Regions from separate parts of the Salmo salar genome. Here region 1 is linked to region 2. The links are chromatin contacts, called in public Hi-C maps. All regions are on one chromosome and are shown on one strand. Each heading gives the region's core, a stretch centred on a gene start, on an enhancer-like site or on the middle of the called end of the contact. The rest is flanking DNA. Distances are from core to core; before and after follow the strand shown.

The links. Hi-C and Micro-C count contacts between places; a contact is called where the count stands out from the background.
Region 1: a contact with region 2 is called in a Hi-C map of gill, with 3 times the contacts expected there. The contact joins the promoter of col1a1a here to the enhancer-like site in region 2. A contact is called at or near these places in 2 of 3 Hi-C or Micro-C datasets (gill and muscle).

What each region holds. Positions count from the first base shown.
Region 1 is chrssa06:44,752,274-44,759,014 of Ssal_v3.1, reverse strand. col1a1a (collagen, type I, alpha 1a) reads right to left here and starts at 2,984. Exons shown (of 47, transcript XM_014204457.2): 1 at 2,680-2,984; 2 at 115-306. The coding sequence starts at 2,761.
Region 2 is chrssa06:44,684,783-44,691,041 of Ssal_v3.1, reverse strand. No RefSeq gene overlaps it. Among protein-coding and RNA genes, the nearest start is that of gngt2a, 45 kb to the right of the region's middle. Within about 2 kb of position 4,426, at least 1 of the 13 cell types and tissues checked has an H3K27ac peak or open chromatin away from gene starts, as enhancers often do. A contact at or near this core is called in gill, where this site is marked.

The DNA of each region.
Region 1 (6,741 bases), core at 1,735-4,234, 69 kb before region 2:
AAAAGTAAAAGCCGAACAGTCCCTCTGGGGCCTCGAAAAACGTGTCAAAACGGATTCTGAGAGTGCCTGCGCCTGTAACGTAAACCTCGTTGCGTCGGGAGGAAATCGGCGTACCGTCGTCGGGGCAGATGGGGCAGCATTCGTCGTGGGGGATCACTGGATTGGGGCAGTCGGATGTGTCCTCACAGATAACTTCGTCGCACATGACGGTGCCGCTATCGCACACGCAGATCTGGCATGGCTCGGGTTTCCAGACATCTCTGTCGTTGTAGAATTGACCGTCCAACGTACAGCTGCCGGCGGTGCCTGAGAAAGATGCAGAGATGAAATAGTTTAGATCGCTTGCATCCAATGTCGACCTAGAAGGCACGGATGCCCATGTGATGACGCTTTGACCAGGTGATGCATACGAAAATGTATGTACTCACCAAGTCCCTCTGGATAAGAGTGTCTGGTAAATCAGCATTTCCTAACTCCAGTCCTTGATCACCCCCACAGTACACCTTTTTGTTGTAGCCCCAGACAAGCTCACCTAATTCAACTTGTCAACTAACATTAATCATTAAGCCCTCATCAAGTTAATTCAGGTGAGTTTGTCAGCGGCAACAACAAAAATGTGTGCTGTCGGTGGTACTCTAGGACTGGAGTTAAGAAACGCTGTGCTAAATGACAAATGTATTTGTAATGCCTTGATTGGAATGAACAACAGGACAGAAGGCCTGGCAAACGATTAAAGTAAGGCCTATTTCCTACATTTATGTTGACAAATATTGTTGAAATGTAAAATAGGGGTGGGTATAATTTGTGGTACGTTCCAACAGGAATATGTTACAAAAACTTCGTAAATAACAAGGTTGCCAACAAACAACGTTTTCACTCAGTACGTTTATTCCGAAAAATGTCTGTCCTCACTCTGGTAGCCTATGGCCAAACATTAAGAATAAGCAACATGGTGAGTTGATGCCTATTCGGCAGCTAGTTAGCTAAGTGAATTGATCATGCTACTTTGTATGCGTTGTCTTTTGGCATCCTTGTACATGACGACGTTTTTGGAACAGATTCCTGTTATAACGTTCGACAAATTATACCAACCCGCAAAATAGTAAGCCCTGAGGGGTATACTACTACAAAGTAGGATCAATTAGTTACCCGGATAACTTGCCTAAAAAATCTGAAATAACTTATTGATTTTCTGCATCATTAAGAAAATAATAAGTAGTTGTTTATTTTAAAGTTAGATGGCTAACTAATTGATCCGTCTTTGTAGTATAATCATCAGGCTTGACTACCTCTGAAAATTCGTTTTGAGCTTGTTTATTTATTGTTGGATATCAAACCAGACATTGCATTCCCAAAGTAAGCCCAGCTAGCGCTCTAACTAGGCCTAAATAGCCAATATTATATTGTATTGATGGCGAATTTGTGATCTTCGTTTAGCCGTGGGCCCGACTACCTGTGTCCAAACCAACAATGTTGGTCCACAGGAGTTGCTACAATTTGACTGTAGAGGGCGAAACAGTCAGTGGAAAAGGTCCACGTCGTCAATGCTGTCCTCCAAACGCTGCTGAAATAACTAAAAACTGTCGGTTTGGCAACCACCCGCGTTTATACCTCAGTGGAAAGTTTCCGAAGTCTGAATGTGTTTTCAATTATTCAAAAAATGAAAGGGGATGGTAGGGGGCGCATTGAAAACATTTAAATGTTGGTGGAATTGCATGTCAGAACCACATGGTGGCGCTACAGGGCCGTAGAGCGAATTTGCACATCTGTACGCCCTAGATGCAACTAGAAACCCTATACTCAAGTGTTTGGTGACACCATACATCCAATAACTTTAAAACGGATTTTGTAGTTTGTCTATAGGTAATGCATTTAGGTTCTTATACTTTATATCTATTTGAATACACTTTTTGTAAGTAGTTACCTGTGCCAAATAACTGCGCTTGAAACTATTCAAGGGAAGTTGCGCATGATGATGCTTTGTCCTCTCCTTCAACATTTAGGTCACCGTATTCTTTCCACAAACGTAAAAATATAGCCTACCTGTGATGAATGACTGTATACATTCCATTTAGAAAAACTCGAGGTTTAAGATTACCATGGTTCAGGAATGACCCTGCTCCTTTTCTACATGGCTGACATTTATGCCTCAGGCTACGAATTATTGCTCCATAACCAACTGAATAACTTTATTTCCAGACTGAGCCATATAGGCCCGTTCAATTCCACTCAGTCCAATGGGCAGAGAGTTGGCATGCCATGTCGCCTTCCCCTCTATCCCTTACATGCGTTCAAATATTTCCAGCTGTTAAAATGTACCTCCAGGGCATCAAATAACGAGTGGAAGGGAAAGCCTTGGAACCTGTACCAACTCGTTCCAAAGGCACGCGCAGTCACGCGTGAGAAGGCCCACAAGCAATGACGCGCATACACTCTGCTCAAGCTGCAAGAGAGGCTATCCTTATGAATCCCACAACAACAAAAACATTTAACCAGTCAATAAACATTTACCACAGATAAATATAAATGTATCCTAATATATCTGAATGGCTCAGTCATCACCAAACCTTTTTCCTATTAAAACCACCTTTCTCTTTCAACCCAGTCTTTCCATATCAACATCGTTAAGACAATAGATACCATACCAGAGGCAAGGATAGACTAAAAAGAGACACTTACGATCGTCCTCGCCTTGTCCTCTTGCCAAAAGCACTGTTGCGCTGAGCAACAGCGCTAACCGAATATCCACAAAGCTGAACATGTCTAAATATTAGACATGTAGACTCTTTGAGGCGAGGGGGGAAGTTATATTTTCCGTTAGACTCCAATCATACAAGTAGGGTCCGGTTCTCTGTATTTCCAATCCAGACCCCGCAGAAAACTCCCTACTGCCTACATAAACTTTTTGCCCTGCCTTTTATATTCCAAACTTTTGGGGAGGTGCTGGCCACACCAGAAATCTCCAGCATGCTCATGTTCATTAAAAGAAAGTTCCTCCTTCCATCAGTACAAAGGGGGTGTCGTAGGCACATTTTTCACCTTGAAGTCTCAGGAAACTTGATCTTTCTATAAAAGGTGGAGGTTTTGTAAAAAAAACTCCCCTATCCCGGCTTAGACAGACAACAGGCCATGGCATCTCCAAAAGTCTATTGGCGAGGAGGGCCCGGATAGCGAGCTCACTGTCGGTAGATTCTTCAAGGTTGCAATTAAATAGAAACGAGCTGTGCACAGAAAATGGATTTAAATTATGTTGCTTACCCCACTTGTGTGTTTCCAGGCAGATGTTACTTTGTTGTCAATATTGAATGCTTTGCAGTTGTAGCACAGTCTTACTTTTACGAGTAGAAGGTGCCACATCAACGTGGACACTAAATTGGGCATGCACTGTTCCCTCAGGAGCTGTGGTTTCGTTGCAATTTTATTATTCTGTGGGGATGGATTGGCTGTTGCTTAGCAGGCCTGTACGTCTGTGTCTAGGCCTAGGATATTTCTGATCGAAACGTAGCTATCGGAAACGTTTACCTACATTTTTGTTTAAGGTGAAATTGCTCATCGATTGAATCCAGATGTGGGGCACTATCGAATGTATTCCTAAGATTATTTTAGTTTTTGTAGTAAATGTGGTTTGAAGTTCTATGACCGATCATATTGGGAGAGGTGTGCGGGCTTTCGATAACCTATTGCATGTAGCCAATCGTATCGATAAGGATCTTGATTTGATGAAAGGATGGCTGCTAGGCCTTACTGAGCTACAGTTTAGGGGAAGAGTGTGTACAGTGTCGCTATGGGGCACATTGGAAACTCACAGTTTAGACAATAGTATTATTTTGGCTGGAATTGAACGTTTTTATTTCACATTTGTTCATAATATAGTTCTCGCGATATGGGATCGGCTTCGGAAGGTATACGTGGAATGAGAGATCGGAAAATTGAATGCCCGTGGATTGCCAGCGCATCTTTCATCTTGGCATCAATCCCACTACAGGTCGCCTGAGGAGAATATCGTCAATTAACTCCTGGTTAATTAACGCCTGTTTGAAGAATATATACCGGATTCTCTCTGGATGGAAACCGTCAACTCCTCTACTGGTCGTGTGCATGCTGCAGAACGTCTGTGCACAGACATAAACACGCAAAAAAGTTATAATGACTGAAACAGATGTGGAAACTCCCCTGCAATTCCACAACGGAAGAATTCGTTTCCAAACGAAAAATAATGTATTTATTTAGGACGTTTGTCTCAAGTTTGTTGTTAGTCCTGCTATAAAGAGTCAAAAAGCACCCTAACTCCCCAGATGAAGGTGTCATACAACATCCATGCACATATAGCAAATAAATACAATGAGTTATTAGTGAATAATGTGTAATCGCCAGATGCACTACTCCGCAACGCCCATAATGTAATTATTACGCACAGAAAGACAAGACACTTCTCCATAGACGCGCCTGCATCTTCCTTAAGAAAAAAAAACATTTTTTTGGCATCAGTACAGTCTTTTCTCTGCACTGCAGACACGTTGCAGCTTTAAGCAGAACTACTCAATCCCATCCCTGCTCTTTCCCTTCACGTCTGAACCCCTCTCACATCACATGCCTTCACATTATCCAAGAAATGCGTCTCTTTTTTTTTACGAGGATGACGATGGAATACTTTCTCTGAGATAGAAAGCGCCACCTCATCATTTCGAGTTCTGAATCAGGTGTATGTGGGACTAAATTACAAGTGCATTGTACCATTATTAAAAACAGAACGGGGCATGATTGGCTTCTCATAATGATGGAAATTCTGTAAGAAAGGGGAGCTAGCTTTGCGTGAATGAACCCTCCATTTGAATATGTGGCATTTAGGATGGACTGCTGTACAGTCCAATGACAGTCTACAGGTCCAATGGCGAGCCACCCGGTAATTGTGTGAATGAGATGGCCGTGACGATCCGTTCTAAAAATAATTTCATTCAGATCAACCGCATGTTTGATAGGCTATAAGTACAATGATCAATGAAATGCATCGTAGTTTTGTGATCTTTTTTTTAAGTGCGTAAAATACCCTACATTGTGTAAATGTAAGCCTTCTTGCTTTGTTTTTAATGATGCAATGTAAGCGTCACTTGTCGATCAGCATAATAAAATAAAAACGTAATTTGACGGAAGACCGAATATTTATGTTGAATGTTAAACAACAAAGACTGAACTGAAACAACGCATTGGTTACTGCAATTACGTATAGTGCACCTTTTCCTTGACTGGCTTGTATAGGCCTAGACCACTAAAAGTCTTTAGGGTAGTGTAAAAGTCATGTCCGACATAGGTTATGCTAATCTTCGCCCAAACTCTCCAAATCGAATCGCACCTAAAATTGAAACTTGCCGTGCAGTATGAATGTCAAGTGAAACCGCAAAAGCCACAGTGTTGACTGCTCTCACCCCCTGGAATTACTGGAACTTTTCACGCAATGTAAATTGTGGTTAAGGCTAACGGATGGCCACGAATGTCTCCAGAGGGGAATGCATACCAAAAAAATTGCCTACATTAAAAAAAATACATAAACATGGTCACGCTGAAAAATTAGCTAAAGAAGGAGTTGTGACAGGGCTACTATTGACAAGCAAAAGTGTCAAACATCTCAAGTTAAAAAGTCAAATTACAAGCCTGTAATTCAAGACCCTTGTCACGGTTGTGGTAGGATGAATCGGACCAAAGTGCAGCGTGATTATCGTTCCACATATTTTATTGAACTGTGAAACTATGCAATACATACAAATAAACTGAATAACAAAAAAACAAACCGTGACGCAGAGGTGAAACATACACTAACTCAAAGACAATCTCCCACAAACCCAGGTGGGAAAAACACCTACTTAAGTATGATCTCCAATTAGAGACAACGATGACCAGCTGCCTCTAAGTGGAGATCATCCCAAACAAAACCAACATAGAAATACAAAACTAGAACATAACATAGAAAAACTAAACTAGAAACCCCCTGTCACGCCCTGACCTACTCTACCATAGCAAGTAACAGCTTTCTATGGTCAGGACGTGACAGTACACCCCCCCGCCCCCCCAAAGGTGCGGACTCCGAACGCACCTAAACAAAAAAAAAGGGGAGGGTTAGGGAGGGTGACAAATATCTATGGCGGCTCTGGTGCAGTAAGCAGAACCTTCTCATCCCACGCATCCTCCAGCAGAGGAAGCAGCTCCGGTTCGGGGCGTAACCCCTGCTCCGCCCGCTGATCCCTCTGCTTTTGTGCCACCGGACCTTGGATCGTCGGAGGAGGAACCGGACCGTAGATCATTGCCGGAGGCTCTGTACTGCGGACCGTCGCTGGAGGCTCTGGACTGCGGACCGTCGCTGGAGGCTCTGGACTGCGGACCGCCGCTGGAGGCTCTGGACTGCGGACCGCCGCTGGAGGCTCTGGACTGCGGACCGCCGCTGGAGGCTCTGGACTGCGGACCGCCGCTGGAGGCTCTGGACTGCGGACCGCCGCTGGAGGCTCTGGACTGCGGACCGCCGCTGGAGGCTCCGGACTGCGGAACGTCGCTGGAGGGTCCGAACTGGGGAACGTCGCTGGAGGGTCCGGACTGGGGAACGTCGCTGGAGCGTCCGGACTGGGGAACGTGGCTGGAGCGTCCGAACTGGGGAACGTGGCTGGAGGGTCCGGACTGGGGAACGTGGCTGGAGCGTCCGGACTGGGGAACGTGGCTGGAGGGTCCGGATTGGGGAACGTGGCTGGAGGGTCC
Region 2 (6,259 bases), core at 3,177-5,676:
TGGGCACTGTTTGGTTTTCAGGTATTCTATGTTTAGTCTAGTATGTCTGGTTCTATGTTTGGTTAATTGGGGTTGGGACTCTCAGTTGAAGGCAGGTGTTGTCTATCTGCCTTTGATTGAGAGTCCCATATATTAGGGTGTGTTTGTGTTTGTTATTCGTGGGTGATTATTCTGTGTTTAGCCTTGTGCCTTACCAGACTGTTTTTTGTCGATTGTTCGTTCTTTGTTATTTTGGTGTTCATTTTGTATTTATTAAAAAGCAAGATGAGCATACACATACCTGCTGCGTTTTGGTCCTTCACCGACGACAAGCGTGACAGAATCAGTGCTCTGCTGCTACCTCACACAACCCCTATTAGAGAGGTAGAACTACAGTAGCTGTAGTTAGGCTAGCTTACAGTAGGCAATGGTAACCTTTCCTTTCTCCGGTGTGAAATCCAATCAAATCAAATGTTATATATGCCGAATACAACAGGTGTAGTAAACCTTACAGTGAAATGCTTACTTACAAGCCCTTAACCAACAATGCAGTTTTAAGAAAAATAAGTGTTAATGTATTTACTAAAATAAACTGAAGTAAAAAATGAAAATAAATAAAGTAAAAACTAAATAATAAAGACAAATAACTAATAATTAAGGAGCAACAATACAGTGGGTACCGGTACAGAGTCAAAGTGTGGGGGCACAGGTTAGTCGAGGTAATTGAGGTAATATGTACATGTAGGGAGAGGTAAAGTGACTATGCATGGATAATAAACAGAGAGTAGCAGCAGCATAAAAATGTAGGTGGGGACAATGCAAATATTCCAGGTAGCCATTTGATTAGCTATTCAGGAGTCTTATGGCTTGGGGGTAGAAGCTGTTAAGAAGCCTTTTGGACCTAGACTTGGCAATCCGTTATCGCTTGCCATGCAGTCACAGAGATAACATTCTATGACTAGAGTGGCTGGAGTCTATACCGCCTGGTATAGAGGTCCTGGATGGCAGGAAGCTTGGCCCCAGTGATGTACTGGGCCGTACGCACTACCCTCTGTAGTGCCTTGCGGTCAGAGTCCGAGCAGTTGCCATACCAGGCAGTGATGCAGCCAGTCAGGATGCTCTCGATGGTGCAGTTGTAGAACTTGTTGAGGATCTGAGGATACATGCCAAATCCTTTCAGTCTCCTGAGGGTGAATAGGCGTTGTCATGCCCTCTTCACGACTGTCTTGGTGTGTTTGGACCATGATAGTTTGTAGGTGATGTGGACACCAAGGAACTTGAAGCTCTCAACCTGCTCCAATACAGCCTCATCGACGAGAATGGGGGCGTGCTCGGTCTTCCTTTTCCTATAGTCCACAATTATCTCCATGCCAGGTCTCTGACCTCCTCCCTGTAGGCTGCGTCATCGTTGTCTGTGATCAGGTCTACCACTGTTGTGTCGTCGGCAAATGTAATGATAGTGTTGTGTTGGAGTCGTGCTTGGCCATGCAGTCATGGGTGAACAGGGAGTACAGGAGGATCAGCAAGGCAGATGTGTTGTTACCTACCCTTACCACCTGGGGGCGTCCCGTCATAAAGTCCAGGATCCAGGATCCAGTTGCAGAGGGAGGTGTTTAGTCCCAGGGTCCTTAGCTTAGTGATGAGCTTTGAGGGCACTATGGTGTTGAACGCTGACCTGTAGTCAATGAATAGCATTCTCAAGTAGGTGTTCCTTTTGTCCAAGTGGGAAAGGGCAGTGTGGAGTGCAATAGAGATTGCATCATTTGTGGATCTGTTGGGGCGGTATGTAAATTGGAGTGGGTCTAGGGTTTCTGGGATATTGGTGTTGATGTACAATCACTGGACACTTTAATAAATGGATCACTAGTCACTTTAATAATACCACTTTAATAATGTTTACATATCTTGCATTACTCATATCATATGTATCACCACCTCAAGCTGAACCTCGGCAAGACGGAGCTGCTCTTCCTCCCGGGGAAGGACTGCCCATTCCATGATCTCGCCATCACGGTTGACAACTCCATCGTGTCCTCCTCCCAGAGTGCTAAGAACCTTGGCGTGACCCTGGACAACACCCTGTCGTTCTCCACTAACAGCAAGGCGGTGACCCGATCCTGTAGGTTCATGCTCTACAACATTCGCAGAGTACGACCCTGCCTCACACAGGAAGCGGCGCAGGTCCTAATCCAGGCACTTGTCATCTCCCGTCTGGATTACTGCAACTCGCTGTTGGCTGGGCTCCCTGCCTGTGCCATTAAACCCCTACAACTCATCCAGAACGCCGCAGCCCGTCTGGTGTTCAACCTTCCCAAGTTCTCTCACGTCACCCCGCTCCTCCGCTCTCTCCACTGGCTTCCACTGGCTCGCATCCGCTACAAAACCATGGTGCTTGCCTACGGCGCTGTGAGGGGAACGGCACCTCCGTACCTTCAGGCTCTGATCAGGCCCTACACCCAAACAAGGCTCCCCCAGCGTCTTGTGACATTGTAGGTCTCTAATGAGATCCACAGAAGAGCTACAGAAGCGGCAACTCACTCACTCGCTCACTCACTCACTCACTCACTCACTCACTCACTCACTCACTCACTCACTCACTCACTCACACACACACACACACATACACGTGCTGCACACACATCACAACTGCTGCTACCAGATTCTTATTTACTATTGCTAATACTGCACAATTTAAAGACTTGCCCCCAACCCCCCCCCAACCAAAAAAGGTTATCTTATGGGGTCACCCGAAGGACACTTTTTTTCTAAGAGTGTAGGCCCATCTCAGAGTACACTCTCATGATACTCAGAACTGAGGTGAGGTTAGACTTATGGGAAATGCCATATCACAGTCACTTAGAGAGGACAAGAACTAAGATAGTGTCTGCAGAGTGGAGGGAGACTCTCTGACAGTTATGGCCTATTTTCCACTTTTCTCTCTCTTTTCTCCTTACGCCCTTTCTACCCTCCCCCTCTCTCTATCTTTCTCTCTCTTCCCCACCCTGCCTTTGTACCCCCCTCTCTCCCTATTACACCCCCTCCCTTTTCCTTCTATCATTAAACCCTTCCGTTTAAACCTTGTTTATTTGGGTCAATTACTGTTAACATTTTTTCACAGGGAAACTCCTTCCGGGAGAAAAGCAGTCATCTTCCTATGCCTGCGTCACCAACCCTAACCTCAGCCTGATGAATCAAATGAACACCTCCTCCAACTGTGAACCACTGTCTCTGTTTTCTGAGTTCTTCCTAGTACCCTCACACTTTTAGTTAGCCTAAGACTTGACACATCTCACATGTAGAAACACTTGTATTATCATCCTCAGATAGTTTGTGGGACATCTAATGATGTACAGTGTCCATGAGGGGAGTATTCAAAGGAAGTGTTAGCAAAAAAAAGTCCAGAGTAAGGATGGCAGTGGTGGGTGCTGCACAGACCCAACCTATGTCCCCCTGGTGGCTGCCTAAGGACGTCAGCAACACCACAAAGCAGCCAGACAATCAAGTCAGACTGAGGGAAGAAAAGAGAAGTATAGAGTAAGGGGAGAAAATAAAAGAGAGGAAAGGAAACATATCCAGATGTGAGGGTCGCCGCTCCATAACAAACAAGCTAATGGCTCCAGCTGCAGGTCACGTGACGTGAGGCGATAGGGCTGGGGGGTGGGGGGGGGGGATTTGTGTGTGGATGACTCACAACACAGAATTGTTTATTTTACTGCAGTGGAAGAAAATGGCCGCCGTCATCTTCCACGTCACTGGGTTATTTGTCTCAGCTTTGTTTAAACGGCTCATCTGGGTATCTGGACCCACTCAGGTCACGTGGCGCCTCAGTGGAAAACTTGGAGTCATGATGAGGGCGGGGTTTAGGGCTTGGTGAAAAGGGGGTGGAGCTGAAGACAGACATACTCTTATCTGATTGGCTCGTTGAGGATGACCATATGAGTCGTTTCGTTGGTTAGACAGTTTTTTCTCTCTTTCTCTGTGTGATCTCTCTCTCTCTCTTTGTCTGTATCCAAGTTAGAAAGGCCTGGAAATGCAAGAACCTCCTTCTGTACTGCGTCTGCTATTGTCCAGTCTGCATCTGCAGGAATGCATCTGAAACACGTAGGCCTTTCTTTTTCTCCAGGGTATGACAGGATATCTCATTCAACTTGACAATTCTTATAAACACTGATCTGATCCTTCAATGTCAAGCTTGTGCTTCTTGATAAGAACAGTCATTATTTTCAGTAAAATGGAAACATATTAAACAGTACCAATGCATACAGACTGTAAAAACAAAGACTGTTTGGGGGAATGTTGTCTGTTATCAAGGAGATCGTTCAAGATTGACTAAGAAATTGGATGACTGTCCTGAGGACGTCGGGAAATGCCTTTAAAACCGTCCACTTGGGACAACAGTGAGCGCTATTACCATAAAGTAGGCTTGGGCTTTTCTCAGGTGTTGTGGACGAGGGTGGCGGATGGGCGTAATCCATAGACTTAGATAGACATCACATCATTGTATCTATCCCTTTATGGCTTCTGTGAGAACATGGGCAGCACCACTGAGGCCATCTCCATTTTGAAGTAGTCCATTTTATTCTTCTACTACTATGAGTTGGCAAACAAACTGAAAGCATGCACATTGCCACCTATATTGCCATCTAGAGGCCTCTATCATTCTCTATGGCGTAATTCCATGATTCTGGATCGGATGGTGGTTTCTTCAATCCCAGAGGTAGACACCTGATTAGTTTTTTTTGTTTTTACCCTATCACAAACCTTCAGCCTTACCTTGACCATTCGGAATGAATACCCTATCCCAAAATTTGACGTTTGGATCAACTTGAAATTTGACGTTTGGAGAAATGCAGATAAATATCAAAACCTGAGGTGAAATTGGTAAAACCGTGAGAACTTTGCTGTTATTCCAATACAGCCTCAGGGTTCCCACTCCTCCACACCCCTTCAATTACAGGGGTCAAATGCCACGTAGCGCAGGACACCTTGATGTGTATGTATGTGTTTGGGTGTCTGGCCAGCCATATATTCTGTCGCTTCTCTCTATGCAATTCTGTCACTTCTCTCTCTGCTGTTCTTCCTCTCATCTCTGGAAAGCTTGAGGCGTGTCTGCTTCTATGAAGCTGCAAGAGAGACTCCCCGGGAATCTGGGATAGAGAGAGAGAGAGAGTGAGAGAGACACAGAGAGAGAGAGAGAGAGAGAGAGAGACAGACACAAAGGGAGAGATGGCAAGACAGTGAAAGAGAGAGAACAATGGAAGGAGATGATGTGAACTCTTCTGCCGACAAGCCCTAGTAGTAATCCATAGCTGTGTGTGTTAGAGCTGCACATCTGCTGCTATTACCAGGCGCTTCTCTAAGACTGGGGATCTACACTGTTTATCTAACTGACACACGCCCTCCTATCTATTAACTATCCGTTTATATATACAATGTAATCCACTATTTTATGTCGTCACACTCAAAGAATCCATATAATCTGTGTTAGTTGACAAAAAATTGGTTGTAAAGATTAGTTAAACAATCCTTTAGCAGCGAAACAAACGTTAAGGACTCATTCAAGTGAGGATCTTATTGTGTAATGACAGAGTAATGTCTCAAAGACCCTTTCCTACATCTCCTCCTCCTCCTCCTCCCTTTTCCTCACTGCCACATCAACAGTAGGGGAGTGCTGCTGGAGTGTCGGGGATAGGACACGCCAGAAAAAGGAAAGGAAAAGAGAAGGAGAAAAACGCCAACAACTGAACAGAGGCACACATGTCAAAAAGCTGAGGACTCTATGGTTCCATGTGAGAGATCCATTTGTATACATAGGCTAAATATGTAAGCTAGGTATACATTAACCTGTTCTAGTGGTGGTAGGCACCAATATCGCTAATTCGATATGCACGCAGGCGCACACACACACACACACAAACCCTTCATTACAGCAAGAGCCGAAGCAGATGCCTTCTCCTCTGCACACAGGTGCCAGTACCTGGCTCGGTGCCTAGTTCCAGGTCTTACCTGCATTTACAGAACCCCACCCAACAAAACACCACCTCTCCACCCAATCCCCATTCAGCCAGACTAAACGAATTAGCCCTGGTATGCAGGGTTATATCATAAATATAGTTAGCCATTCCACTTTGTTGGGCCTTCTAATACTTTATATAACTGATTGTGACACACTAAGAGGATGTGGTTATAGTACTTGGTCATGTCAAGTAAATATTGAAAGATGAATAACTAAATATGGGGAGACGCACAGGCATAGTGGTTAGATATATGTCCATATGAG